Regions from separate parts of the Mus musculus genome. Here regions 1, 2, 4 and 5 are each linked to region 3. The links are chromatin contacts, called in public HiCAR-type, Micro-C and promoter capture Hi-C maps. All regions are on one chromosome and are shown on one strand. Each heading gives the region's core, a stretch centred on a gene start, on an enhancer-like site or on the middle of the called end of the contact. The rest is flanking DNA. Distances are from core to core; before and after follow the strand shown. Region 1 holds the start of Tcl1 (T cell lymphoma breakpoint 1). Region 2 holds the start of D430019H16Rik (RIKEN cDNA D430019H16 gene). Region 3 holds the start of Gsc (goosecoid homeobox). Region 4 holds the start of Serpina1e (serine (or cysteine) peptidase inhibitor, clade A, member 1E). Region 5 holds the start of Syne3 (spectrin repeat containing, nuclear envelope family member 3).

Region 1 (2,700 bases), core at 169-2,668, 750 kb after region 3:
GTATCACCTTCCCAAGAATAGGACTCCTACCATACTGTACCCTGCAAGCCCTCAGAGCAGACCAGTGTGTGGGCCTTACACTAAGCACTCACACGAGCTCACACGAGTGTGGTTCCCCCCCCACCCCCAAGGCGAGAACAGTCCCTGAGGAGATCAGGTGAATCTGTTAAGTCAGATGGTGGTGCCAGGTGTGTAAGCGCCACCATTCACAGCCCATGAGTCAATAATCGAACCGCTGTTATCAATTACTCTCTTTTCCTTATTAATACAAGTGAACGCTCACATGTTTAAAACCCTGGCTTCCTCAGTCATGGGAAACAAACCCTGCCCTGCCGTTTGCTACCAGGCTCCTGATCAGACAGCGCCTATCACAGCTCTGGGCTATTCTCTGGTTCATGGTTTGGGTGAAAAAGCTTGCCGTTAACCTGATATTTAAAAGAAATATCCACCCATGTTGTCTTCACACATCTGACTTAACGTTAAAAAAAAAAAAAGAAAAGAAAAACCAACTAGATATATGTAAATTTAGCATTGTAAAATGACAACAAGAGTGTAAATTCAAGAGCCCAGAATTGTGGCTCCATCGTTTGCTAGCGGTGCCCCGAGTCCGCGAGGCTCGCAAGCTCCACCCTCTGCTAGCGGCACCCCATGTCTGCATCTGCGTCTGTGAGGCTCACAAGCCCCACCTTGGTTGGAGTGGAGACAGTTCCCAGGTCCTAGCGCTTCACACACAATCTCAGCAGTTTGCTTTTAAAGCGTTCTTTGGCTTTACAAGTGGAACACTTTTCCGGAAGGTGCCTCTAGAAGAGATTTCTTTTGAACACCAACATTAAGGCCCATACCGAGGCTTCCGCACGCAAAACGAGGTTAAATCGTATTACTGACAGTGGATACTACTAGCTACCTTAAAGATATTCCAATTTTGTGGTTTAGGAAAGCCTTGTTTCACCCCGAATGATAGTCACACACACTCACACACACACACACACACCAGGCAACGTGGGAGAGGGGCTTGTCCACTGAGCTCGGGGCGCTCCCACCCTCCTCCAGGCCCACAGGCCCGAGTCAAACGACGTTCATCTGAGGTCTCCCTAGCCCTCCTGTTTCAGGCACAAGGGACCCTCTGTATCCTGGTCTCCTGCTACCAGCATCCCCCAGACCCAGACAGGGCATATCCCTGCTGCCCCACCTGCTAGCCCCATGGCGGTTGGTACCTTGATGACTACGGGCAGCCAGCTTCGACGAAACTCATCCAAGTACACGTGCTTCTCCCAGATCCACAGGCGGTTGGGGTGTGCAGGTGTCTCTGCCCTGTGTGCCCGCTGGGTAGCCATGGCATCCGATAAGAGCAAGAAGCAGAAAATTGCAATGCCAGTCCGTGATAAAACTGCTTCCTACACGGTGAGCATGAGAAACGCGTCTATTTATCACTACCAGGTGTGGGCCTGTGCCCCCTGGAGCGAGGCAGGGCGGAACGGGGCGGGGCAGAGTAGTGTGGGTGGGGCGAACCACAAGGATGGTATGCAGGACAACAACGTGGACTTCTGGAACAGGGGCAAGGTCTAGGCTTGCAGACCTGACCCCATCAAACCTAGGGTTCTTCAAGGCCCCCAGAAGATCTTGTTTTTCTCCAGGTACACCCGGCCACAGGAAAGGTCCTGTCAGGAAACACTGCCCTATGCTTCCCTTATGGTGAGACCCCTAGTCAGCTACTTTGTGTGACTGCTCAAGCCACACCCCGATGGCAGGCCATTCACTGCGAGGTCCATCTACATATCTTCCTCCCGGGTTCTCTCTGTCACCTTCAGTCTGTCCTTTTTGGGTGTCCCAGTTTCCTTTGCAAAGTTCAGTCCCCTCCCTCTTTGGCACATGACTTTTTCCATGGCTCTGACGAGGCGGCTGTGGCCTTGCGAAACCTACTTTTGAAAACATGGGTTTGCTGTCTTTGTGCTCGGACTTAGTGAACGCATCATTCCAGACCCATGCCTAAAAAGAAACCCTCCCAGCCCAAGATCAATGGGTTTGGAAAGTCTCTGAGTTGCTCAATCAAAACTGTCTCATTGTAAACAAATAAGGAAAAACAACCTCTCTTTATTTTACAGTAACTCGTGTCCATTAAGGCAATTAAGAAATTAATGGAAAACATGTAAAACCCAGCTCCAGGCGGGTTGCTTCAAACAGCCCTGCAGCTCGCGGTTCTGGGCCTCACCCGCCCGTTCCCTCTCACCCTCTCACTGAGGACCAGTGGAGGAAGCCGTTGGTGGTCTTTGGGAGGTCAGTGAATGATCAGGTGTGGACATCTGGTCAAATCTGCCAGATGTGCCAAGATGGGCTGAGGCCAGCCAGGTGTGTTCAGATTAATTGGGGGGGGGGGGGGGGGAGAAGAAAACAAAGAAAGCCAGGCGTGGTGGCACATGCCTTTAATCACAGCACTTGGGAGGCAGAGGCAGGCAGATTTCTGAGTTCAAGGCCAGCCTGGTCTACAAAGTGAGTTCCAGGACAGCCAGGCCTACACAGAGAAACCCTGTCTTGAAAAACCAAACCAAACCAAACCAAAAAACACCAAAGAAAAGACTGAAACCCAGCAAGCACAGCTCTGAGGGACCTTGGCCTTCAGTATTCAGACTGGAGGCTTTCAGGCTGATTTCCCTGTAGATAGGCTCTTTGTCGCCAGACCCAGAGAGCTGCAGAGAAATGAAG
Region 2 (2,700 bases), core at 177-2,676, 980 kb after region 3:
GTCGGGGACCATGAACACTTAGATTCCAGGCGGCTGGGGCAGCGGGGCAAGCAATAAAGCTTTGAAGAGATGGCCCTCAGGGCTTAAAGACCATTGCTTAGTCTGTGTAATTGTGAGCCTGAGCCTTTCATGGCTGGGCCATTTCTCCAGCTCCATTTATTCTTTCTGTGTGACTGCATGGAGGAGGCATTGTTGTTTAAGTTGTACACCACACATGCACACACACATACACACAATGCACACATACATACATATGCACTCACACATATGCACACATAAACACATAGACAAACACACACACACCTACAAACCTCTGCAAGAATGGCTTCATGGTGAAAGTGCAGTGGATGTGAAGGTTCTGGGTGGGCTGAGGAACTGCCAGGCCATAGAGCAGTCGTTCTCAACCTTGGCATCACGACCCCTTTGGGGTCAAATGACCCTTTCACAAGAATCGCATATCAGATATCCTGCATATCAGATATTTACATTACGAACCATAACAATAGCAAAATTACAGTCGTGAAGTAGCAACGAAAATAATTTTATGTTCAGGGATCACCACAGCATGAGGAACTGTATTGAAGGGTTGCAACATTATGTCGGTTAAGACCCGCTGCTGTAGCCCGGTGGGAACCAGTGGGGTTCCGGGGGGCACTGAGACTGAAGGCCAGTGCTTGGCCTGGAAGGGTGCAGAAGTGATAGATGCCAGAGTGAGGGAGCGAGGAAGAGTTGAGCCTGGAAGAGTTAGAGACCCAGGAAGCAAGAAAGGAAACAAACCGGAAGCACGGGGCAGGAGGTGGGAAGGAGAAAAGGAAGGGGGAGGGGGGAAAGAGACTGGAGGGATGGACACACACACTCCCAGAGAGCAACAGGCCCCTCTGGGTACCTCTGTGGCTCCCTTCACTGCATCGATAACCGTGACTTGGGCTACTTTTCTGGTAACTGAACCACAGGCACTGTTTGCAGGTTATGTATGCGATTCACTCCATGGTCTCCACTAAGGGCCTTCCTACAGCTCATCCTGTGGAGACATAATCCCTAGGTTCCGTTACTCCCATTCTACAAACGAGGATACTCAGATTCAAACGAGCACTAATTCACCCAAACCGCACAATACAAAAATGCTAGACTTTCCGCTTTGTTCTGCTCAGTTCAAGAGCCAAGCCTTCAGAAGTGTAGGAGCAGGGTTGCCACCGAAAGCCAGACACATCTACTCAAACAACTCCCGGAAAGCACTTTTGGGGCTGGAGTCAAGTGCCCTGGGAAGGGCACCCATCGCCCCAGCTGGCTCGCCTCAGACCTCACTTTCCCCATTTGGCCAGGGTAGAGAGAGGACTGCTAGAAATCAAGGGTCTGGCTTGGCCCGCCCTCGGGGGTGTGGTTGGGAGTGGTCACGTGGAGGGGCGCCGCGCCCGGGGTCTCCCGCCCACTTGGAGGCGTCTGGAGCCGAAGCCTGGAGCCAGCCAGGGCGCTGAGAGGGCTGGAGACTCGCCACCACGCCAGGGCTGCTGAGGTCACGGTCGCCGGGGCCCGAGGGCACCTGCTCGCGGTTCCGCCCGCTCTCTGATAATTGTGCGGGAGGCTGGACTCGCAGCGGCGACGGCGACGACAGCAGCAGCAACAGCGAGGACTGGAGCAGGGGCAGCAGCAGCAGCAGCAGCAGCAGCAGCAGCAGCCACACCAGCCGTGACACCATGGATCTGTCTTTTATGGCCGCTCAGGTAACCTGGAATCTTCCCCCCACGCGTCCTAGGGTCTCCAAGTTTGCAGGACCCCAGCCTCGCTGTCCTCCCGGGTGCATCTCTTGCATCCGTGGCCAGGTCCTTTGTCCCGAGCCGGGGAGCCCCACCTGGTGTACGTACTCGGGAGCTTGACTGTCCTGGATGGAGTGGCCCATACCCCTTGCACATCGAGGGGTGCAGTAGGGCTGTCTCCACTGAGCACCCCTACTTCTGAGAAAGACAGTTCCGAGGAGCCTGGGCAGTTGAAGTGGCCCCTCCCTGCCCAACCCCCACCCGCTGTTTGCTCTGGAGCCCCTGGACTGGCAGAGGGGAAGCTGCTCTCCCCATTCTGGTTTTGCTCGGCGCTGGTACTTGTTGGTGTCCTCTGGGAACCCCCCACCCCCTTTCTTCTCCACTGTGGGTGGGACTTTAGTCTCTAGCGCTCAGGAAGGCAGTGTGACAGGGCTTTGTGATAGAGATGCATGGTTTAAAAGCATTTTTGCTTTGTGCTGGGTTTGAGCAGGGAACCACCATCCGTCCCCACACAAAACAGGTTCCTCGTGGCAGGCGGACAAATGACCTCTTGGCGCTCTGCCTGGTCTCCGCTGCAGGAGAATCCCCTGAGTTGTGATCCTTGGTGTTCTCTTGAGCCAGAACAAAGACACACACCCTTTTCTGGGATTGTGTGTGGCCCCTGGGAAGACCCAGAGTCGACCATGGGTAAAGGCTACATTTGGCCGGACACAAGTCCCAAACCATGATATTTCACCTTCTGAGGTTGTGCTGGGAGCAGAGTGATAGGGGCGACATCCTGTCTCCTGGGTGCTTGTCAAGGACCTGCCCCCCCCCCCCCAACACTGCTGCTTGTTTTCCGGAGTGATGTTCGAAGGCACACTTTCGCCAGACTTTTGCCGGTGTGTTGGAAGTCTGTTTAAGATGTAACTTCAAAAGCCAGACTGGATATGGAGGGTTGTTCCCA
Region 3 (2,700 bases), core at 123-2,622:
CCAGGCCACAGCCTCTGGGATGCTCTTAGAGTGGCCACATCCCAAAGGAGGACCCGGCAAAAGCCGCGTGCAGGGAAGGACCGCTAGACGCCCCCACCCCAGCCCACCCCCGCTGGGGCTCTTGCCTACCTCCACCTTCTCCTCCCGAAGGTGCACCTTCCTGGCCAGCTGCTCCCGAGTGCCCACGTCTGGGTACTTCGTCTCCTGGAAGAGGTTCTCCAGGGCTTCGAGCTGCTCATCGGTGAAGATGGTGCGGTGCCGCCGCTTCCGCCGACAGTGCAGCTGGTTGAGCAGCTGCAGCTCAGTGCGCGACAGCGTGCCCACGTTCATGTAGGGCAGCATCTGGTGCGGCACCGGAGACACCAGTACAGAACCGGGGCCCTCGTAGCCTGCGACAGAGAGAGGGACGGGAGTCAGTCATCCTCCCTCGGCACCGTAAGCCAACCCGCTCGCTGCCCTCGCTCACTTAAAAATAAAAAAAGTCTGCAAGGGGCGCTATGTCTTTGGGGGGCACCGAGACCAGGGATGCCCAGACGTGGAAGGAGCGTCTGCCTGCACACATCCAAAAGCCAGTTCAGGCACTTTAGAATCTCCCCGCGTCCTCACTTCATTCCCGCGCGCGCGTGGAGTCGCCCCGAGACTCCCGGTGACTCGGCTTTTTAAACTCTAACCTAAAGTTTACAGTAGACGTATGCAAAGTCCCCGTACCCGGTGACCCAAAAATATATTAATTAATTAAAAGTAAAAGATAAATAAATAAATGGGAGAACGGGGAAGGCTTGCAAAGGGAGAAAGTTGGTGCCAGGTGAGTAAAGCAAGCAAACCGCGCGTCCATGCCCCGGCAGCCACCGACTGCCGCAGTGGCGAAGGCCGGCTCGCGAGCGATCGCGACCCTACCTGGGGGCGTCGGGACGCAGGAGCACTGCTGGGCGCCCAGCGGCGGCACAGCCCCGCAGCAAGCCGGGCCCACGGGCGCCGCCTGCACGTGCAGCTGCCCGTAGAAGTAGCTGTTGTAGCCCAGGCGGGAGCTGCCGACCGCGGCCGGGAGGCCCGCGCCTCCGGGGGCCACAGGGCGCGGGTAGAAGGCGCCGTAGTCCGAGGAGGTGCCGCCGCCGGCGCCGTAGAGCGAGTCCCCGTGTAGAGCCGGGAAGACCACCGGAGCCGCGGCGCTGGGCGCCACCGGGAGCACCGCGTCTTTGCAGCGCGGCCGGGCGGCCAGGATGTTGTCGATGCTGAACATGCTGGCGGGCATCCCCGAGCCCCGCGTCGGGACCGGGGGGCGGCGGGGACGCGCCGAAGAAGAAGAAGTCTCCAAGTGGTGTTGTTTGGGGTGGGGGTTGGGAATTGTCCCACTCTCTGCTCCCGCGGGCGAGCAAACCGAAAGAGAGCGCGGGCGAGCGCGCAACTCGCGCCCCTCCCCGCCCCCTGCGTCCGAACTCCCTCCTCCCGCCCTCTCCTCCCCTCGCCGCCGCCTAGCTGAACTCAACCCGCGGGTAGGACGCAGCTCCGACCGGCTCAACCTCTTGTTGGTTTTATACTGAGTCGACGTCATCCTGGATTTAGTTCCTGGTAATATGCAGATGACAAACAGAACCAGATTTGGTCCTTTTCTTTTCCTTTGGGTGGTGTGGAATGGGGAGGTGGGGGTGGGCGGGGGGCGCTTGCAGGGGAGGGGGAGAGATGCCAAGAGGAGGGGGGCCACAGGGCCTGAAAAAGATTGTGGATTGAGAATTAATGAAATTAACCTAATCTTTTCCATTCGGCAGCCCCGGCGCGGCCCCGGCCTTGCTGGGCGGGCGGCCTAATTGCCCAGGTTAATCTTATTAATACTATTGTCCTGCCGCCGTTAACAACTCCGCCGCCGACCTCTCCGCCCCGACCCTTTTCTCTCTATTATGGGGTGCGATTTCCTATGGTTGTAGCTCAAATTCATTGTGGCTAATTTTACTTTAGGACTACTTTTTACTCTCTTTCGGAATCTGTTTGCTTTTAAGAAATGAGGGTGGCTGTGTCCTCCCTCAACTAAGACTGAAAGTGCCCCCCCCCCGCAGCCAACCCCCTACCCCGTGAACTCACTGCCTAATTTCACTTCTCCACCCCCCCCTCCGTCTCTTTCCCAAAATCTTTTGTTTTTGCGAAAGCCAAATTTTCTCAGAGCAAAAACCATGAAAGTAGAAACGCGTCCGCCTTCGTACAAGTTGTCTTTTTTCTTCTTCTTCTTCTTAAAGCGGTCACTCTGGGTCTGAAAACTACCCTGACTCTCCCTAGCTCCTAACACACCAGTGAAGAGCAAATTCAGCCAGTCTTTAAAATTCACCACCCAGAGGAGCGCTCTGAAGCGATGCTTCCAGAGGCTTCCCGCGTGGGTGCCGATAGGTTCTGTGTATTTTTGATTATTAGTCTGGGAGAAGGGGTGCCTTCCCCCCCCCCAAAAAAAATTTTTTTGGCTTTAATTCTCGTGGGATCTACCGGGACTGCCTGTCTCCTTTCTCAACATATTGAGTGGCGTCCCTCTCTCAATCAGCGAGCTCTCCGAAAGGCCTCTAGCTGTCCTTCCAGGCCCGCGCTGGCCTCCGGGGGACCCCAGCGGCCTGGACAAAAGTCGGGCCACTGCGGGCGGCCGTGATGATTTGCGGGATTCTCCGTGAGGCACGGCCGAACCGCGGGAGGCGCAGCCAGCCTAGATCTGCGCGCTGGCGG
Region 4 (2,700 bases), core at 120-2,619, 520 kb before region 3:
GGCTAAGTCACATTCTCAACCCCACAGAACCAGCTGGAAAAAGAGCTGGTGTTCAATCTCACACAGTTTAGTTCTAGGTTCTAGCCCTTTTCTATGTACAAAATTGAAGCCAGAACACTTGAAATAGATAGCAGAGGGCGGCTACTGAGGCTCCACTCTATACTAGTGCTAAAATGACAGGTCTAAGGCTGGATTGTTGCTCCTCTGTGTGACCCTACACCCCTTACTTTTGGAACGTCAGTTACCTGAGGAAGATTAAGTGAGTGGTTCAGAGAGCCAGTGTTCAGAGCTCCCAGAAGCACCTATCATTAGCTCTGGCTTTTTCAGGATATTTGTATCCTGGGAATCTGGCTGCCTCGCTCTTGCTTACATTACAAAAGAGCAGGATGATAAACCAAACCAATCTCCATAGAGCAAGGCTGGCCAGAGGGAATGGGTGAAGCTCTTCTGCCTAATAGAGCAGCGAGGTTAGAAGCTATCCAAGGCTACAGCCCAGAGGGGAAGATGTCTCAGTCAGCAAAATCAGGAGCCTGAAGTCTGGAGAAGCTGCCTCAGTTTGAATGGTAGGCTATGTATGATTGGGACAAACTATTATCCTCATCTCCTCATCTGTAAAATGGGAATAAGCCAGTAGCCTCCTCCATGAGGGGCTGTGGAGCTGAAATATTACATGAGTGCTTTGCTTAGAGATGGGACACCTTAGCACGCTCACTCAGGAAGTTGTCTCAAGCCAAGTCTCTCTTTCTCTCTCTCTCTCCTCTCTCTCTCTCTCTCTCTCTCTCTCTCTCTCTCTCTCTCTCTCTCTCTCTCTCTCACACACACACACACACACACACACACACACACACACACACACACACACACACAGATCTCCCAGGCCACTATGCTTGAGACAGCCACCGTGACCTACAGGCTGAGGTCCTAGTATGTGCATCTAGGGTATGGCTGGAGAGCCACAGCTCCCACTGTCCTTCTAGTCTTACCTTGCTTATCCACGATGCAGGGGGTGGGAGCAGGGCTGGAAAAGGGCATACAGGAAAGACTAGCAAAGGGTGGGCACTGTCTACATGGAAATGGCTGTGGCTGCACCTTGGCCCCTACACGTCTTTGTCTCCTGTCACCTGAAGATACTAGCTATCTACTGGGCAGCAAGGTTCAAGAAGGGAGCTTAGGGATTGATGTTCCCATGGCAACAAGAGGCCTAGGTGCCACAGGTGTGATTGACTTTATCATCCCTGTATTACCCCTGCTCCCAGAAGGGCTGCCTGCTTGGGAAGTGCAGAGACTCAGGGGCCCCTCCAATATTTCCCCTGGGAAAAATATACTCACAGCTTGCTGTCTCAGAGCTGGGTGGTGACCGAGGCTGAGGAGACAGAGCCCTGTCCTAGTCTGTATTTAAGCAGTGGGAGCCAAGGGGGATATGGGGGAGTTTGCTAGTGAATATTAACCAATGTCACCACAGTTATTGGTAGAGCAAACAGAGAGGGGCTATGTCCATCGATTGGGCACTGAGGTACCACCCACACTGTTCGGGACAGAGCTCAGCTCTCTCTGGTCCTAAATCAATGGAGTCTTAAGCAAAGCAGTTAGAACACCCATCCCTCATAAACACAACAAACACAACATCCGGTGTCCAAGGTGTGTCTGGTGTCCTGAGTCACATTGCCTCTAGGAAGACACAACATGGCTGGCTGGTCCTGTACTCTCCTGGGCAATGCTTGGGTTGCTCACATGTAAGCAAAGTCAATATTTACTGAGCCATCTGCTTCCAGATGCCTGGGGCAGAAGATTCACTGCCTCCACCAGGGGCTCAGAGTAGGTTATGTGCCCACCTGACAAATGGAGACACAGGACCAAAACAAAGAGATTGCTCCTTGCGAGTGTAGATATGAATTCTTTGTTTCCTTTGCAGGAGAATGGACTCTGACTGACAGGAAATTCCTGACAGGCTGGTGCACAGTGGCCAGGGGACAGGCTAGGGGGCAGAGAATAGCTCTGTAAGGAAGAGCTGGGCTGCCCTTAGAAAGGTTAATTGACCTCTCTGAACCAGAGACATTTCCAGAATGGCAGATTGGTAGCCATCATGGTTGCTAAGGGTACAGGAAGCTTGAATAAAACATGCGCATTGTAAGTCTTTTGTCTCAGTCTAAGAAGTTCTTTCCAGCCTTCCCATCTCCCACCCTCCCCTCCTCTGAGCTGGGCCTGTTCCACATTGATTCCAGGAAGCTAGTATGCGGATTTTCCTTCTAGATGGGGACTTTCCTTAGGGATGGGGAGACTAGGAAGGAGCAGTCTCTCTGCTCCGGGACATGGAGAGGGTGGTCACAGCTCTTGAAGGTCTGTCTGGTTTGGTTGGAGAAGGTTAGGTTTGAGGCAAATGGGCTCAATACTATGATCCTCTTCAAAATCTCGATCATATCCCATCAGCCCTGTGATGGGCACAGGTGGTGAGTTCACATTCCCACCCCCACAACCCCACTCCTCCTTGGTTCCAGCTCTCCTGCTCTCCTGGCCCTTGGCCGGGCACAGCAAGAATGAGGTGGATGAGTGATGGTCACATTTCCACCTTCTGCCAGTCACTGGCTCCCCTGTGATCCACCTTAGGACTCAGCCTAATAGATGTTCCACAGGATCCTACAGCGCCTGAGGTTAGACCTCAACCCATCAGACAAACCTTTTCACCTCCTGGTGCCTCCCTGT
Region 5 (2,700 bases), core at 188-2,687, 530 kb after region 3:
CGCAGCTCACTCACGGAAGCACAAGCAAATGAGAGAGAGAGAGAGAGAGAGAGAGAGAGAGAGAGAGGCTGATCCAGGAGAGAGAGGCAGGCTGAGCCAGGGTCAGTGCGAGGAGATTCTGTGGGGAGAGGACTTTGCTCAGGAAGAGGTCAGTAAGGAAGAAGAACAGTGGCGGTGGCTGGGAAAGGCTCATACACGGAGTGGGAGAACACATGCAAAGGCATGAATTACCTTCCCGGTCGCTTGTCTCCAGCACGGAGGAAACAAGGAAGACTCTCCAGCCCACACATCCACAGGGACAGGAATTATTAAGCACAGGGTTCCAGACAGGCAGGGTTGGCCCCAGGATAAGAAAGCTTCCACCTGCCTAGCAAAGAGAGGAACAGGGCCTTGGAGACTTCTAGAACATGGAAGTCCGAAGGGGACACCCATCCCTAGTCAGAACCGCAGGGCTAACCTGGGGTAATGTCCACCATCTGGGTGATCACTGGTCCTGGTTAGCTGGGCACTTTTTTAGTACTAAGCTCAGATGAATATTCTGTCTGAGGCGAATTGAGAACAGCTGACCAACCACTTCCACCTTCCTCTCCCCTCCCGAGGTCTGCCCGTCCCCTCCTCTCTCAGCCACTCGCAGAGTCCTGCAGCCTGCGGTATGCTCTCAGAGGCAGCCAGAAACCAAGCAGCTTGTCCTGGGGACCACAAGGGATGCCTTCACTAGGGACCAATGCCTGGGTGTCCCCATCTCTAGCAGATGCACAAGACCCTGGCTTAGTTCATCCTGCTTCTAAAGACAGCTGCCTCTGATCAGGCATTGCCTCCTGCGAGCTCCCCGAGGCCTCCTCCCAAGCCTGATTTGACTTTCAGAGTGACGCTGCCCAGCAAACACCCAATCAACTGAGGAGGCAGCATCCCTGAGGACACACCCACCTCCACAACACAGAGAAAACCAAAGCTAGCAGAGCATGCTGCCCATGCCTGAAATCCCAGCACTTGGGAGGCTGAGGCAGGAGGATTGCCACAAGTTCAAGACCAGCCTAGGTTAAAAAGCCATTATCAAGTCAGGGCTACACAAGACTTAAAAACTTAGAAACAAATAAAACAACACATAAAAAATTAATAATCACCATACTATAAAGTGAAATTTGATGCTGAATTTTAAAATACAAAACACCAAGGTTAAATCTTGCCAGAGATTTATCTCCAGTGTTCGCTTCACAGCACCTGGAAGACAACATTCTTCCAAATGGACATTCCACAATCCTGGTTTTAGAACCTTCTGGAACCTTCCTCACCTGTCCAGAAGAAACTCAGAAAAACATGATCCTTCCCAAATGTTTGTCTGTAGGCTGGAGTCTCTAAATTGGAACTCTATGTGAAGATACGCCCTCAGTCTGGAGCCACGCCTAGCTGTGGGACCCCTCAACAATGCTGGTCCTCCAAGACTGCCAGGCACAGCAGGAAGGAGATATGAGAGCCCTCACCCCAGGGTAAAGGCGATGATTAAATTAATCCCTGTCAGCAAGCTCCCAGATCAACGGGATGTAATCTCCCGCAGGGCCCTGCAAGGGCATTGTTCGGAAAGAGCTGGGTATTTGCTGAGCAAATGAGCAAATAAGTTATCTAACCCTAGCTCCCAGTCAATCAGCAGTCACAGCACTGAGACCTGCTTCAGACCATTGTGGCTGGACTCAAACTCATGGCGATGCTCCTATCTCAGCCTTCCAACACACAGGGACTACAGGTATGAACCATGTTCAGTCCTGGGAACCCACAGGGTTCTACCCTGCAGCTCAGGGCTCCTGAATGACCAGTTTACTGTGTTTCGGGAAAGTACCAGGCCCCTGTGGGCACTGAAGTCTTGTAATATCGTCACCAAATTTACAGGACAATAATGGCTCCAGGGAAAGATCTTGACGACCAGATAGAGCATCTCAGAATGCTTTGGGGAAGAGGCAAACACATCATGTTGAAAGAATTCTCCACGCCAATCCCAAGGGCTGACGTAAAGCCTCCTGGGAAACTCCTTTGTTAACCCTCAACCACTCCAGTGTAGCCTAGCTCCCTGGAGTGTCCTGGGTCCTCAGCACCTGAGGTGAGGTTTCCTTCAGGGTGTCGGCCCCACCCTTCAGCCACGTGTACACAGGACATGCCCGGACCTGCACGTGCTCAGTCTCCCCAGCATGGGGCAGGGTTGCCAGGGGCCCTGCAAGCCTGCCTCAAAGCCATGAAAGAAGCCGGAGCCGACCACAAAAAGTGCAGATGGTTGCTTCATTCACTCCTGACTTACATTTATATTAAAGGGAAACTTTGTATCTTTCCCTCAAATGAGGAAACAGGATCAATGGTGAGTCTATTACACATCCTAAGAAATTAGCCCGCTGGACAGACACACACCCAAGAACTTCTTCTGTTTGCACAGAAGTCTTCACCTTGATAGAGAGTGAAGGAAGTAACAGAAAGAGGACACATTAGTGCCACCCAGAAGTGTCCCCAACTGTCCCAGGCCAACCCAGGGCTCTCAACTATCCCTGCCCATCAGGATTGCCTAAGAGTTTCCAGAAGAAACAACCTCACTTCCAGAGACTTCTAATTCTACTGGCAACGCAAGTGACCATGAAAACATCCTATAAACAGAATTGTTCAAAGAACCAGAAAGGGCCAGGGATGTAGGTCAGGGAGCAGAGAGAGTTCTTGGGTAGC

The links. Promoter capture Hi-C pulls out the DNA fragments that hold promoters and counts their contacts. Hi-C and Micro-C count contacts between places; a contact is called where the count stands out from the background. HiCAR-type assays count read pairs that join an accessible place to other places. Capture Hi-C pulls out chosen DNA fragments and counts their contacts.
Region 1: a contact with region 3 is called in a Micro-C map of embryonic stem cells, with 2.4 times the contacts expected there. The contact joins the promoter of Tcl1 here to the promoter of Gsc in region 3. A contact is called at or near these places in 2 of 39 promoter capture datasets (hippocampal neurons and pre-B cells), 1 of 484 Hi-C or Micro-C datasets (embryonic stem cells) and 1 of 9 other capture datasets (embryonic stem cells).
Region 2: a contact with region 3 is called in a promoter capture Hi-C map of hippocampal neurons, with 6 times the contacts expected there. The contact joins the promoter of D430019H16Rik here to the promoter of Gsc in region 3. A contact is called at or near these places in 2 of 39 promoter capture datasets (hippocampal neurons and pre-B cells).
Region 4: a promoter capture Hi-C map of liver shows a contact between it and region 3. The contact joins the promoter of Serpina1e here to the promoter of Gsc in region 3. A contact is called at or near these places in 6 of 39 promoter capture datasets (the 3T3-L1 cell line, the HPC-7 cell line, hippocampal neurons and 2 more) and 2 of 9 other capture datasets (adipose tissue and liver).
Region 5: a HiCAR-type map of embryonic stem cells shows a contact between it and region 3, with 3 times the contacts expected there. The contact joins the promoter of Syne3 here to the promoter of Gsc in region 3. A contact is called at or near these places in 8 of 39 promoter capture datasets (cranial neural crest, embryonic stem cells, frontonasal cranial neural crest and 4 more), 2 of 484 Hi-C or Micro-C datasets (both in embryonic stem cells), 6 of 115 datasets of contacts at active chromatin or transcription factors (embryonic basal ganglia, embryonic stem cells, fibro-adipogenic progenitors and 1 more) and 1 of 9 other capture datasets (embryonic stem cells).

Annotation. Positions count from the first base shown.
Region 1 is chr12:105,221,319-105,224,018 of GRCm38.p6, forward strand. Tcl1 (T cell lymphoma breakpoint 1) reads right to left here and starts at 1,419. Exons shown (of 4, transcript NM_009337.3): 1 at 1,215-1,419. The coding sequence starts at 1,334.
Region 2 is chr12:105,452,430-105,455,129 of GRCm38.p6, forward strand. It overlaps D430019H16Rik (RIKEN cDNA D430019H16 gene), which reads left to right and starts at 1,427. Exons shown (of 2, transcript NM_001252508.1): 1 at 1,427-1,721. The coding sequence starts at 1,695.
Region 3 is chr12:104,471,864-104,474,563 of GRCm38.p6, forward strand. It overlaps Gsc (goosecoid homeobox), which reads right to left and starts at 1,373. Exons shown (of 3, transcript NM_010351.1): 1 at 898-1,373; 2 at 130-389. The coding sequence starts at 1,252. Gm10000 (a long non-coding RNA gene) reads left to right here and starts at 1,667. Exons shown (of 6, transcript XR_381874.2): 1 at 1,667-2,700.
Region 4 is chr12:103,955,528-103,958,227 of GRCm38.p6, forward strand. Serpina1e (serine (or cysteine) peptidase inhibitor, clade A, member 1E) reads right to left here and starts at 1,370. Exons shown (of 5, transcript NM_009247.2): 1 at 1,330-1,370.
Region 5 is chr12:104,997,240-104,999,939 of GRCm38.p6, forward strand. Syne3 (spectrin repeat containing, nuclear envelope family member 3) reads right to left here and starts at 1,438. Exons shown (of 19, transcript NM_001042699.2): 1 at 1,293-1,438; 2 at 232-363.